Regions from separate parts of the Mus musculus genome. Here all the other regions are linked to region 1. Evidence: chromatin contacts called from public HiChIP or PLAC-seq data. All regions are on one chromosome and are shown on one strand. Each heading gives the region's core, a stretch centred on a gene start, on an enhancer-like site or on the middle of the called end of the contact. The rest is flanking DNA. Distances are from core to core; before and after follow the strand shown.

What was found. HiChIP or PLAC-seq counts read pairs in DNA pulled down with a chosen protein or histone mark.
Region 2: a contact with region 1 is called in a FOXA1 HiChIP or PLAC-seq map of pancreatic cancer cells. The contact joins two enhancer-like sites. A contact is called at or near these places in 1 of 15 datasets of contacts at CTCF or cohesin (the NIH/3T3 cell line), 1 of 484 Hi-C or Micro-C datasets (muscle stem cells) and 1 of 115 datasets of contacts at active chromatin or transcription factors (pancreatic cancer cells).
Region 3: a FOXA1 HiChIP or PLAC-seq map of pancreatic cancer cells shows a contact between it and region 1. The contact joins two enhancer-like sites. A contact is called at or near these places in 2 of 484 Hi-C or Micro-C datasets (muscle stem cells and nephron progenitors), 3 of 115 datasets of contacts at active chromatin or transcription factors (memory CD8 T cells, microglia and pancreatic cancer cells) and 1 of 9 other capture datasets (embryonic stem cells).

What each region holds. Positions count from the first base shown.
Region 1 is chr15:59,757,595-59,762,060 of GRCm38.p6, forward strand. No RefSeq gene overlaps it. Among named protein-coding and RNA genes, the nearest start is that of Gm19510, 35 kb to the right of the region's middle. Within about 2 kb of position 2,222, at least 148 of the 459 cell types and tissues checked have an H3K27ac peak or open chromatin away from gene starts, as enhancers often do. A contact at or near this core is called in muscle stem cells and pancreatic cancer cells, where this site is marked.
Region 2 is chr15:59,564,427-59,568,973 of GRCm38.p6, forward strand. All of the region lies in intron 4 of Nsmce2 (NSE2/MMS21 homolog, SMC5-SMC6 complex SUMO ligase), which reads left to right. Among named protein-coding and RNA genes, the nearest start is that of Gm36677, 51 kb to the right of the region's middle. Within about 2 kb of position 3,280, at least 89 of the 459 cell types and tissues checked have an H3K27ac peak or open chromatin away from gene starts, as enhancers often do. A contact at or near this core is called in muscle stem cells and pancreatic cancer cells, where this site is marked.
Region 3 is chr15:59,521,588-59,525,915 of GRCm38.p6, forward strand. All of the region lies in intron 4 of Nsmce2 (NSE2/MMS21 homolog, SMC5-SMC6 complex SUMO ligase), which reads left to right. Among named protein-coding and RNA genes, the nearest start is that of Gm36677, 94 kb to the right of the region's middle. Within about 2 kb of position 2,609, at least 149 of the 459 cell types and tissues checked have an H3K27ac peak or open chromatin away from gene starts, as enhancers often do. A contact at or near this core is called in muscle stem cells and pancreatic cancer cells, where this site is marked.

The DNA.
Region 1 (4,466 bases), core at 972-3,471:
ACTTTGCATAGCCCAGATAAGTTCTCTACCACAGGACTACATCCTTGGTCCTGAAGAGCTGACTACTTCTTCTTCTTCTTCTTCTTCTTCTTCTTCTTCTTCTTCTTCTTCTTCTTCTTCTTCTTCTTCTTCTTCTTCTTCTTCTTCTTCTTTCTTCTTCTTGTTTTTTTGAGACAGGGTTTTTCTGTATAGCCCTGGCTGTCCTGGAACTCACTTTGTAGACCAGGCTGGCCTTGAACTCAGAAATCCACCTGCCTCTGCCTCCCGAGTGCTAGGATAGCTGACTTAAAAGGCACCAGTCACACAGGGTGATCCAGTCACTTGGTGAGAATGGGGCAGGGAAAAGGGAGGAAGCCTGAGAATTGCATCTGGCATTTGGATAAGCTGTAATGCTTTCTTTTTCTTAAAATTAAATGATTATTTGTGTGTACATGTGTGTGTTGATGGTTGTGTTTGTCACAATATGTATGTGGAGAGTAGAGGAAAACTTTGTGAAGATAGTTTACGACTGTCTGTCTTTACAAGGGCTCCCAGGGTTGAATTCAGGTCATCAGGTTTGTGTGGCAAACACCTTTATCTGCTGGGCCATCTTGCTGGCCCAAGCTGACAATTTGGGAAGTTGATTTAGAAAGTTGGATAACTTCAGACTCACCAGTAAGTGCATAGGGTGCAATACATTTGTGAGACCTTGACAAACCAATATAAAGTCTGTTGGAGATTGGTTCTAATGCTTTGATCCAATTGGGAATCTGTATGGCCTTATCTAAGGGTCCTTGTCCCCAATCGGTTTTTGATCAAGCAATAAAGATGCCACTGGCTAATGGTTGGGAAAGGGGTGACAGGGCAGGGCTCTTAGAGTTGCTGTGGGGGAGGAGATGGAGGATCGCCATGATGCAGTGGGAGGTGGAAGAGATTAAGAGCTGCAGAGGGAAGATCATCTGAAATGTAGGAGGAAAGGGAAGCAGCCCCTGACAGGGCTGCCCAGAAGTGTCTTGGGCAGTAAAGACCAATGGGCCTCACAGAAGGTAACAGGGCAGCAAAGTTAAAGGTAGATTTAGAAGGTGTTGAGCCAGGAATACTGGAGGGAAAGTATGCTAGCCGTGGGAGGATTAGAACTGCCCAGCCATTAAGCTAGACAGCATATTAAAAATAAGCTAATGTGTGTGTGTGTGTTCCATTTGCAAATCCAAAGAGTTCCTGGGCAAGTAGCTGGAAGCATATGACCTGCTGGGTGCACAAAAACGGTGTAGCTAAAAACTCACCGCTACAGAATCCACTGTCTACTTGGAAAACATACATTTATTAATTACTCTATGTGGTCCACATTTAATATTGTCCAGCATGCACCAGACATCGGAGATACAGAAATGAATCAAATTCTATTTAGGGTACTGAGTGTGAGACTGGCGTTTGGAGACTGAAATGCTAGCTTCATATGCTGCCTGCATGACTAGAGTAGTTACCTACTGAGTCTTAGGCTCCTCATCTGTAAAATGGGTCTCATAGTAGCAGCACTGTCCTCAGGGGTTAGTGGTGACGATAGATGTGGGAAGCCTCATGGTAAGTGAGCTAATTTGAGATTTAGAGCAGTGCCTGGCATATAAAGAATGCTATGCAAGGTATTTCCTCAAGGAATTAAGTCTGTTGGCAGAGGACACCTCTCTCTCTCTCTCTCTCTCTCTCTCTCTCTCTCTCTCTCTCTCTCTCTCTCTCTTTCTCTCTCTCTCTTTCTCCCTCTCCCTCTCTCTTTCTCTCCCCCCCACTCTCTCCCTCTCTCTGTTGCTGTTGCTTTCTTCATTTAAGGAACTGAAGAGTTGATCAGATCTATTATGTTCTTCATGTTGTGTTTGGGGCAGAGGACTCTCTTTCCTTCTTGCCTCCCATCCTATGGAGTAAGACTCCATCATGAGAAAAAAAAAATAGACTCAAAGCACGCTATGGTTGCCTCTGCTTTACACTATCAATAACAAGACTGGGTGAGAAGAGGCTGGGAATGCAAGGTGCTTGGAGAGTGTTCAGCAAAATGCCACCCACTGGCCTGGGAGGGGAGGGGGTGAGTGGAGGGAGGAATAGTTTCCATTTTTGTCAGGGACCTCACTGTCCTGTGGAGCAGATGTAGCTTTCAGCCTCTGGCAGTGAGGATGGCAAGACAGAGCAGAACAGAGCCCATATTTGGCCAGGGAAGAAGTTCACTTCTCTCCACACCCTCTGACTCACCCTCCCGGCCCGCCAGCCTGGGGCTGAGCTCACAGCCCTCTGACTCAGGCACTGTGGGGTACCCTCTTCAGAGAGGGAGGTTGTCCCAGCACCGAGCTGCAGCCTCGGTTGGGACTCTTTCTCTTTATTAGTTCCTGCTTGTTCTGGGGCTGAGCCTGATGCTGTCTTTGCTGCTGCCCCTCACAAAAGCCCTTTCCACAGAGGATGGGCAGCTCTGAAGAGACCCTTGCATGCAGAAATGGGTCCTGCAAGGTTTGACTTTGTTTTGGGATGTCACCCTTGTGTCTCCCCCTGGAGTAAGCAGTAGACAGTCACTTGGATAGATGGAAGAGTTTTTCCTCTGATGGCAGGAAGGGGGGGGTGGTGGTGGGAATAAAGGGGTGGAGAGGTAGGAGTTCTTGACTCTATGTGACCTCACCCCTTTTTAGGTTTCCTAGCTACATGTGTTAGCCAATCTCACAGGAGATAGCAACTGTATAGGGAACTTTCCAGGCTGCAAGAGCACACGCTCAGAGGAGCTGTATTCGTTCCCTTATTGGTTTTTGTGTGGTCCCTGGAGATTAAGCACTGCTTCTCCTTGGAGCTGGTGGAAGTCCAGACTCTCAGCTCTGACCTGGCCAGCTGGTTGTGTTGTGATTCTTCTCCTGAGGACAGACAGGCATGATGAACTTTGGTCAGCTCTGAATACTTGGACATCTGCTGAGTTTCACACCCCAGACCTATTTCCAGAGGTTGTCACCTTACTGGGCTCAGGTGCATCCTGGACACCTTCAGAGTTGCCTGGGTGACTCAAAGGTGCAGGAAAAGGTCTCCACCATGCTAAGTGAGTCAGGGTGATGCTGATAATCCAGGCCACACACTCCAGTGCATTTAACATCTGGTCGGGCACAGAAAGGAGCCAGCCAGGCTAGGCTTAGCACATGCAAACACATGTGAACCGCAGAAGATGGAGGGTGACTGTTATCAGGGTGACACAGCCCAGCGCTACTGGCTACTGACCTGAAACCAATTGGATTATTGGCACACCTGAATGCACAGCACATGAAACCAGGGGGCCGCACGCATCTCCTGGAGTTTTGAGAAATGCCAAGAAATAGGGGCTGGGGAGATGGGTCAGTGGGTCACTTGATGCACGAGTGTGAAGACTGACCAGGATCCATTAAGAGCCAGGTGGGCAAGGTGGCCACCTGAAATCTCAGCATGTGGGAGGTAGAGATGTGATCCTCAGAGCAAGGTGGCTAGCTAGACCAGCTGAAATAGCAAGTACTAGGTTTAGTGAGAACCCTTGCCTCAGTGTAGAAGACAAAGAGCAACAGAGAGTCAGTATCAACCTTGGGCAGGTACACATTCGCCTGCACACATGTGTATCTACACATATATGAATGTGCATACACTCGAATACATGTAACACACCCACACTCAAAAGAGAGAAAAACAAATGCCAGAAGTAGAGCTTTTCATGAAATGCCTTCTGATTTTAACTGTGATCTCACATCCAAGACTTGCATAGGTTGAAGCCAGACAGGGGTCCAGCACTGAGAGGCAGAAGTAGACACAGGGTCCCACCTTTAAAGAAGTTATTTGTAGTTATTACCCACAGACAAAAGGGGTGTCACTGGGTATATCAACCACACTCCCAGGCAGCCCCATGCCCAGTAGTAATTAAACAATACAAAGCAAACTCCATTTTATTTCAAAGTATGCTGTGCTCTAAGCAGAATAGTCTAAATGTGGCCTGAGGTTTACACACACATACACACGCGCGTGCGCACACACACACACAGACACACACAGACACACACAGACACACACAGACACACACAGACACACACAGACACACACACACACACACACACACACACACACACACACACACACACGATCTCTATCCCAACTCTGGTGATCACCTGCTCCAGTTTTCCAAAACTCTCCTGTCTGTAGCATTAAAGGCCCTTATCTTACTCAAACAAGGATGGAGGTCTCAGGGTAGTGGCCCTAGTAAAGTGTTACTTCCTGGCTTGCTAGCATCAACTGTGCAACCTACCACACCCATGTCTGAAACTTGGGGTTTTATACCTGTTTACTTGTGGTGGTGGTCATCTGACTTAATCATTATGGGCTTTGCCTCATTAATAATATGGAGGCAATTAATCATAGGCTGTGGCAAGGCCCCTGAGCAGCTCTAGCTGTCCCAGCAGTCATCAAATGCTACACGAGTGCAAGCTGGTACTATTCAGGTTTTGCATCAG
Region 2 (4,547 bases), core at 2,030-4,529, 190 kb before region 1:
TGTCATAGCATTGAGCAGCTCAGTAGACTCGTGTGGGCTGTTTCCTCACCTAGAGTGCTTATTGATCATCAAGCCCTCACTCGCACGGTACTGGGAAGAGTAAGTACTAGAGTAATTGTTACTCTTGCCAAAGAACCCTCCTGAAAAGCCACCAGTCACCTAGAACCCCATAACCATCAGACCACTGAGGTGGGGAGTTTAAACCAAAGCCAGGTGAATTACCATGTATGTAGGGCTCCTAAGCATCAAACCGCTGAGGTGGGAGTTTGGACCAACGACAGTTGAGCCAAAGGAGAGGATGTGATGGCCTAGGAGTGAGTGGGAAGGGGTGGCTTTAAGGGGAAGAGAAAGAAAGACAGCTCTGGCTAGGTGAAAACAGGACTCACTTTGGGATGCACCATGAAGAAGTGAAGATTCACTCCACTGCCCTCAGGAAGGAAGCTAGCCTTGGAGACCCATAGCTCTATGTCATAGCATCAGAACCACAGACCATAAACCCACCTCAGAAAGATCAACATATCCTAGACATCCAATGGGAAGCATTCCTTAAGCTTTGAATGTTCATCGGGTGCTAAATAAAGGAGAATTTAGAACATGGCATCAAGGAGGGGGAAACCATGTGGAACGGGGTCCCCAAGTAGGGACAGGTAGACTAGAGATCTTGCGTCTCCATTGACTCAGCTGTAGACCAGGGCTAGCACTAGGTGACCGCAGCTTTTTCAGTTTGAATATAATGCCAAGTCCACTAAAAAGCAAAAAAGTCCACCTGTTCCCTTTACACATTAGGCTCCTGTGTTTGTGCCATGCACTGTGGAAGTACAGCCATGCATTCGGGAAGAAAACATAGCATTGAGCAGTTTGGTAGACTCCTGTGGCCATTTCCCTACCTGCCAAGTGATTATCTGTCCCCAGGTCCTTACTCGTGGCATATGGGAAAGAGTAGATAATACAAAGATTGTAAAACACTGTCAATGTCAAGTACTGTGCCATAGACAGAGCAGCCACACAAGGCAGGAAAGCATCGTGAGAAAGAAAATAGGCATTCTTCCCCGCTGTGATTTTATTGTTCCCACCCCCCAACCCCCACCCCACCCCGAGACAGGGTTTCTCTGTGTAGCCCTGGCTGTCCTGGAACTCACTTTGTAGACCAGGCTGGCCTCCTGCCTCTGCCTAGGATTAAAGGCGTGCGCCACCATGCCCGGCTTGTGATTTTAAAACTATGTTCTAGATTTTTAACAACTAACCATCTTGATCTGTATTTTCCTGTTAATTGGAACTGCCCAACACACTTTGGGGCAGTACCTCCAACATCAGAGTGTGATACTAGAAGTCATTTCATTGTTTTCCAGCCCAAATCTTTTTGCAAAGAACTTGAGACAAGCTTGTTTCATCTCCAGTTCCAATCACTAGCCGTGTGATTGCATGTATAGGGTGGAAGAGCCAAGGTTAGAGCGGCACACAGGAAATCCAGACTCGGCTGCTTCTAAGCTCCAGTCAGCTGCAGCTCTGGGACAAATCAGAGTTGCAGACTTTATTGAGAAGACCAAAGCTGCTGTGTGGACTTAATCTGCTTAATTTCCCCAACAATAGATATAAAACTAACTGCAAGGTCACACAGAGGAGGAAGTTATCTAGAGTCTGCAGTTTAGTGTCTTGTCCAGTGTGTCTACATTCTCCTAAGTAAAGCAACTTGATATGTCTGGAAAGGGTATGTTTCTGTCTCCACTTTATATATGCTTAGAAAATTGGCAGATTTGATATAAGCCTTCATATTCACAGATATCCTAGAAATATCTACCATAAGTCTATCCGCTATTAAGGTCACAGTAATAGGATTGTATGGTTTGTAGAATTAAATATGCTTAGCTTTGGCCTGCTCTGAGGTTTCCAGTTTTCAAAAAAACATGAGAGAAAGCACTAGCATCAGCGTTGTCTCCATTAAATTAGATAATTTGCAGACTATGCATAGCAGAGTGCTGGCTTTCAGTGCATCATAGCTCGCATTACAGAACAGGTTCTTAGTCTGATTAGACTTTCACTGAATAGTTAAGCTCTTGATAAGAGAATCCAGATGAACAGGTAGTGTTTCGCTGTTGGTTAGTTGGCTGGTTTTGCATTTACTCTTTATCGTGGGAGGCTTGTGCATGCTGTGTTACATACAGGAGTTTAGAAGACAGCATGTAGGGTTCCGTTGTCTCCTCCAAACTTGGAGTCCTATGGTTCAAACATAGTTCACCAAGCTTGGTGCAGGTATCTTTATCTGCTGAACATCTCACCGGTCCTGTTTTTGTCTCAGATCGGGTCTTGCTATGTAATCTTGGCTGACCGGGTACTTTCTGTGTAGCCCACCCTGGCCTCAAACCCACAGCAGTCCTCTTGCCCCCTCACTCTGCCACATGCAGCCACCGTGCCCATTTTAGAAGAATCCCCATGTGCTGGAGAGCAGGCCTCTGCCTGGCCTGTGCCTTCTGTGTTCCTGGTTGGTAAGTAATGGGTGTTCAGGAAGGAGCTGCTTGCTGCACTTGAGCTTGGGTTTCTGTCAAAAGGAGATTGCCTCTTCAGTGAACCCTTGAGTCTTACGAACCAGTCCTTGATTTCAAAATTTCTTTTGAGTTCTCATGAATGTGGTGAGCTACCATGCAGTGTACTTGGAAACAGTCCAGTTTGGTTCTAAAGAGAGAAGGGAAGAGGAAGGGCGGAAGACCATGTCATCTAATTGGTTTGGGACCTTGGAAGAGACAGGATTGTCTGAGGGGAGCACCAGGTGGAGAATCCAGTATCCTACACACTGCTGCCAGCAGCACTTGCTCCTGAGAGGGAACCATACAGGAAACACATCATCCTGTGCCCATGCCAGGCCATCAGAGTCAAAGCCCTAGGAGTAGGGGACCGAGGCGTCTTTGTAGTTTAGTTTGCCAGGTTTAGGGAGCATTGCCACAGCCGTTTTCCAGGCCCAGGAAGAGAAAGCAATTCCCTGAGTCACTCCCAGGGCTAGTCAGTGACCAAGGCCAGCCTTAGGTTCAGAAGACACTCGGCCAGTACAGGGTCTTCCCAGGTTATCCCAGCCCCTGGTTCTCTACTGGCTGAAGAGCAGAGGCAAACGCTTCTCTCTCTGTGCTATCGAGAGCTGCCTGACCTTAAAGGGCCACTGTGGGGTCAAGCTAGTTAAAAGATGTTCTGTTCTGTTCACCGTGTCCTTTACTCACAGTCTGTTCTGCAGACAACTGAAAGGCTGCTAAATTAAGCCATTTTTCAGAGAGGTCTGAGTCATCTAGTGGCAGCTGTCGGTGCCTCGCTGGAGGTGCTTTGATCATTGTTGTCTAAATGCACACATTAGTCCTGGGCAGCAGTGTGTTGTGCTGTGCTAGGGACTTACTGAGATAATGGGCTCAGCCCTTGAGGACATCAAGGAAAGCCAAAGGCTCATGAGTTTCTCTCAGGGCAAGAAAAGGCATGGAAGCCACATATTTTAGCACCAACAATCTAGTCTCTCGGCTAGGAAAAGCTTGAATGTATCCTGCCTGCCCAGTTAATATAGAGAAGGGAAGTACCTCACTCAGATCACATGGGAATTCAGGAGCAGATGGCAGGACACAGCAGAACAGAATTGGTTTCCTCAAGGGAGTTTCCTCTATTCAATCAGGAAGGCTTTCATTAAGAGTTGTCATTTCAAGGACATCTGGAAATGAGGTCTGAGAAGCCAGTCCAAAGCACAGTGACCATGGGCATATGTTTGAGAAGAGTGGTGTACAAAAGAAGAAAAAAAATGCATTAACCTGTTATAAAGCAGTGTGTATAACTGATTTAGAGCACGGGGGTGGGGGGTGGATGGGTGGGGAGGAGTCAGAGTAGGAATCTGAAGAGGCCAGAAGTCACCAAACAGTTGCCAACGACAGCATTCTCATGGGTCTTACTGACATGACTAGGTGGTCGAAAGTGGTTCAGGGGGGTTAAAGTCACTGCCACCATTCCTGAACAGCCATTTCATGCCATGTCTAGCATATTGCATAAAATGTCTTTTTCCTTAGAACAGCTTTTCAGACAGGTGTTTTCCTCCAAGCCAGTGTTCCTGTGCCAGTGAATGCCCACTCAGACTTGGGTGGCTTTCTTAAAAGCACAGGGCGTTCGGGAGACAGAGTTCATACTTGTTGGTTCCTTCCTTGAGGCCTCTCTCAGGGTATTGAGGGGGAATGTTAGGGAGAGCCATAGGAGATCACCGAAAGCTTCTATCTAGGCCTGCAAACAAAAGGGGATAAAATGGTAGCTGTGGGTGGGGTCATACATTTCTGATTAGAAAGAGCAAGAAAATAATGCAAGTTTTTGCCATTGCCTCACCGATGCTTAAGGAAGAACAAATTGACCGGAAGTTACTTACTTGGCAGTGATTGACCTGGTGACATGACCCATCGAGTTAGAAAAAAGGAAGGCTCCTCAAGAAGAAAGATGTCACATAATAAGCTTTACTGGTGAGTTGGAGTGTTTAACGTTGCAATGCCCAACAAAAGATGAAAGGTAAAAGCAGATTAATATGTTGATGTGTCCTCTCA
Region 3 (4,328 bases), core at 1,359-3,858, 240 kb before region 1:
TTTCTCTCCCTAGAGTAACATCGTTTGGAAATTTGAACATCCTTTGATACAACCTTTACTGGATGGAACTTCTGTGAAATTTCTCTTGCTTTCCCTCGTATTATCACCTGCTCCCCCGTCATGCCCCGGCTGTCCTGTGCCTGATTCTTGGCCACGATTATCACCATATTACAGTTAAAGGTTAAAACACTGTTGCCTGTGGGCTGTGAACTCCAGGAAAGAGATACTACTCTCTGCTTCTCCCGAGTCGTCCATAGGCTGTGACCAGGTTATAGCCAAGCAGATCAGTGGGCTAGCCTCACCTCACGACCTCCTGACCCTCTGAATCCTAGTCATTTCTATTGTTCATTTTACTGTCCAAGATCTGCCACGGTAGGTGTTCACCCTCCTGGCTCTTCCAGTTTTGCATTCCTTTCCTGGGCCTCCAAAATGTTCTGTACATGGACCTCCAGTGCTCTCAGGAAGGAGGGAAGACAGGAGCTGTTATTTATTGGTTCTCTGCTGCTCATCTCGGTGATTCAGCCCAACCTACACTGCATACTTGGCCCATTTACTAGAGCAGTCACCAGCACTCTGTGCTCCTTTGATCACCTCACCTCCCACTGTGCCATCGGTCCAGCCAGCCCCTGTCTTTTGTCCTGCTCCAGTGCTCCAGGACTCTTAACTGAAACACAAGCTCTTCCAGATTGAGCCTTCTACAGACTGGCTGCTCAGACAAAGATCACCTAATCTGCCCAGCTCCCAACCCTGTGAGCTGCCATTGCCAGGCATGGCTTCATTATAGTCTTCCAGGGAGCCCTTACCAGCGGAGCAAAACTAAACTCGTTCAGATCTTCTCTTCTGCCATACTGTTGCTGAGCCCGTTTCCTGTTCCCTGGCGGCCTTCCATGAGTCCCTCTGATGGCAAGTCCCCTTCTCGCTTGCTTCTGCAGAGCAAAGGACTGGTTGTTTTGAGGCCCTACTTCTTGCTTTACTTTTGGTCACACTGCATCTTCTGCCCACTCCGCTGTCCTCCTATCTCTGGCTACAGAATATCACTTAGATAAGAGCACACAACGATGTTTCATGTATTTTCCCTGATGATGTACACAGTGCCTGGTACAGTGTCTGCCATGGTGGAAAGCCCACGAACATTTGAACAGAGAAGAAGCCAAAAGACAAAGGAGAGTAGATTGGACCCTGCTGCTGTTCTATGTGCATGTACGCATTTCCTTTTTAAGGTTTCATTGTGTATATTCATCAGCGTCTATTTTCTTCTCATCCCTAGAAGCCCAGTGAAGTTAGTGCTGTCATCCCTGATACGTATGTGCAGAGAAAACTCATAGAAGTCACTCTGCTTGTAGGGGGAAGAACTTCCTGTCTTTCACAAGCCTGCTCGATGCCGTCACTTCTGAAAAGCCTTAGTATGCCCCTAGCCTTCCATGGCACTGTTCACTCATGGGCGTCTCTACAGAAATGACATTGTGCGTGGCTCCTGTGCCAGGTGCATTACGCCCTCCTCCTTGCCACTGCTTACATGAGGGCTTCTGGTATGTGGGGTCTTTGACAGTTTTCACTTTCTGTCTCACACTCCATATGCCAGTCTTAGCTCTATAACCTCAGACAAGTTATGAGTTCCTCAGGTGGGTGGAAGTGTTTCTTCTTTTATGTGACCCTTGTTGGACATACATAAGGGATTGTTGCGTAGTGACCATTTCCCGTCTGCTGAGTTGGAGGCTCTGGGACATGAGTCTGGTAACGTCTTCATCACTAGGCTGTTCTTCAGATCTCACTTGCATCTTTCTGTTGTTCCCTGCAGAGGGCCTCCCCTTCTCCAGTAGCCTGTCTGCCTCTTCCAGTCAAGCACTGGTAGTCCTTAGATATGACGAATATGGTGACTAACTGAGAAGCCTCTTTGTAAAGACCTCAAAAGCAATCACAGGTTTAAATGTGTGTTTGCAGATAAATACATACATATGTTTGCATATAAACAAAGATTTTGTCATCTTCTTTAAGTGCTTAACTCGCATGTGCTTACTAAGACATCTCTGCAGACTGTAAATTAAAAGAATAGCCAGCCACCGAGAGTTCCAAGACCAAGAGTTCCAAGACAAAAAATCCGCAAAAATTCTTTGAAAAATTTTTGGCTAGAAAATTATTTTAATTGACTTTTTAGTACAACTTTTGATGTTAAATATAATGTCAGTGGCAGAGAATCTAAAATAATAAGCATACTTGGGATCTTTAAAAATCCATTGTCAGTGTCCACCATGTGCAGATTTTAGTTGATTATAGTGAAATGACTGGCGGGGAGAAAGAAAGGTGTTCTAGTAAGTACTCATAAGGAATTCCAGAAGCTTCTGGGAGCTAGGACCACTGGTTCTGGAGGCACTGCACCATCTTTGGGTTCTCCAGTGGCATGGAGGGCTGCTTCTGAGCAGGCCTGGCCCTCCTCTCAGGTTTGCTTCTCAGCTTTCCCTGGTTCCTTTGGAGGAGAGGAAGTGTGTGTGTGTGTGTGGGGGGGGGGGGGGGTCTGGAGAAGCCTGAGGGCAGAACCCATGGGTTGCTGAAGTGAGCGAGCCCTGTGGTTGCCATGCCAAGGCCTGGCTGGTGCTGGCTCAAGCTCCGTGTTTGCTTTGTGGGAGCATGCCGGAACTGACCTTTCACTTGCCCTTCACGCTCTGGGTGACTCAAACGCTGAGCCATTGTTTTAGGAACTGATTATGCTTTGACAGTATGGCAGAGGTATTTCCTCAGTGCTGGGCCGAGGCTGGGAGGTGGGTAGATTTTGGTATGATTTTGCTTCAATTGGGAGGACCGCTTTTCTCTTTCTTTGGGTATTGTTTTGCTTTTTCCATCTGTAATACACATGCCAGTCCCAGATGCTGAAATTCACCTGAACCTGTCCAAAAATTGCCAAGAGATCTTGTAGCTTTCACTGGCAGCTTGTAGCCTTAGTGTGGCATTTCTGTTAAAGGCTCACTCTATCCTTGCCATCATATGGAGGCCAAGAGTCAAAACAGACAAATGTGGAAATGTAAGCCATATAAAGCTCTGTGCTTGTAAATCTTCATAGTAGAGCAACTATAACAGTGTGAAGGGAGGCTTTTATTACGTAGATTCATGGAATCTGCCCTCTCTGAAAGTTTGGAGTTGCCGGTTAAATACGTATGTATTTTTCAAAGGAAATCATCAAAAAGGACATTCCGCTCTTATTACAAAGTTATTTTAGGGGTAAATATTTTGATAGATGTGGTTCGGTGCACCTGGGAGCTGAGCCGTAGCTTGAGGCGGTTAGAACAGATGGAGCTCTGAGATAGTTCAAGGCTTGGGTTTTCCCCTGTGCAAGCACATGGCTGGTGGGCCGCAGGAACCTTAACTTTCTCCATGCTGATGTTAGAAAAGTAGCTTTCTTATGGAAAGGTCTCATTACTGAAGCGTTCGGGGACCATCGTAGGTCTTCTCTGAAATAAATGTATAGTGAGGTCTGTTGTGTACACACATTTTATTAAGAGAGAGAATGCAGTCTCTGGCCAGGAGTAAGTCATGTCAGGACTGCCTACATTTGCATCAAATGCAAAGGTCTGGGATTTGGGCGCTGACTGACTGACAGGAACAGCAGAAGCTTAGCAAGACAGAAAGACTGCTGTGAGCTTCCTTCTTTTTTGAAGTTGAGTTGAATCACTAGTCAGATTGAAATCCTAGCATATAATTTTTAAAAATAGTCTAGTGTGTCATCCAACCTTGTCAGGAAATCAGTGTACACGAGCACAGCTCTGGCTGCTTCCCGTGCTCACCTGCCATTTCAGTAGAGAGCTTGCTTGGCTAGGGACATTCTACAATTCTAACACTTCTCCCTCTTTGACTAAAGTGATCTTTTGTCAGCCATGAAAGTATTTGTCCTTGTGAAAGTCACCTCGTAGGAGCCGGGTGGTTTGGTAACCTGAGTCCAGTCATGGGGCCCCGTTCATAAGTTAGTGATCTTGGAACAGGGACCATGTTTGTTGGTGTGATTTGTCTCTGTTTTGGTTTGGTTTTGTTGAGAAAGTCTCACTGTGTAGCCCAGGCTGGCCTGGAAATCAAGCCAATCCTGGCTCGGTCCCCTAAGTGATGAGTTTTACAGGTATGAGCTACCACACCCAGTCGTTTGTCACTTCTTATTTCCTATCTCAGAATAAGTTCCCCAAGGGCAGAAACCACCTTTCTGTTCTCATCGAGTAGTTGTTGATGATTTGTTGACGGACACATAGCTGAGAACTGTTTGTGTAACCCCCCCCCCCCCGCCCCCAGCTCTGAGTTAACACATGGTGATGGTGATTTTTCAGCACTTCCTTATTAGTAGCACAGGC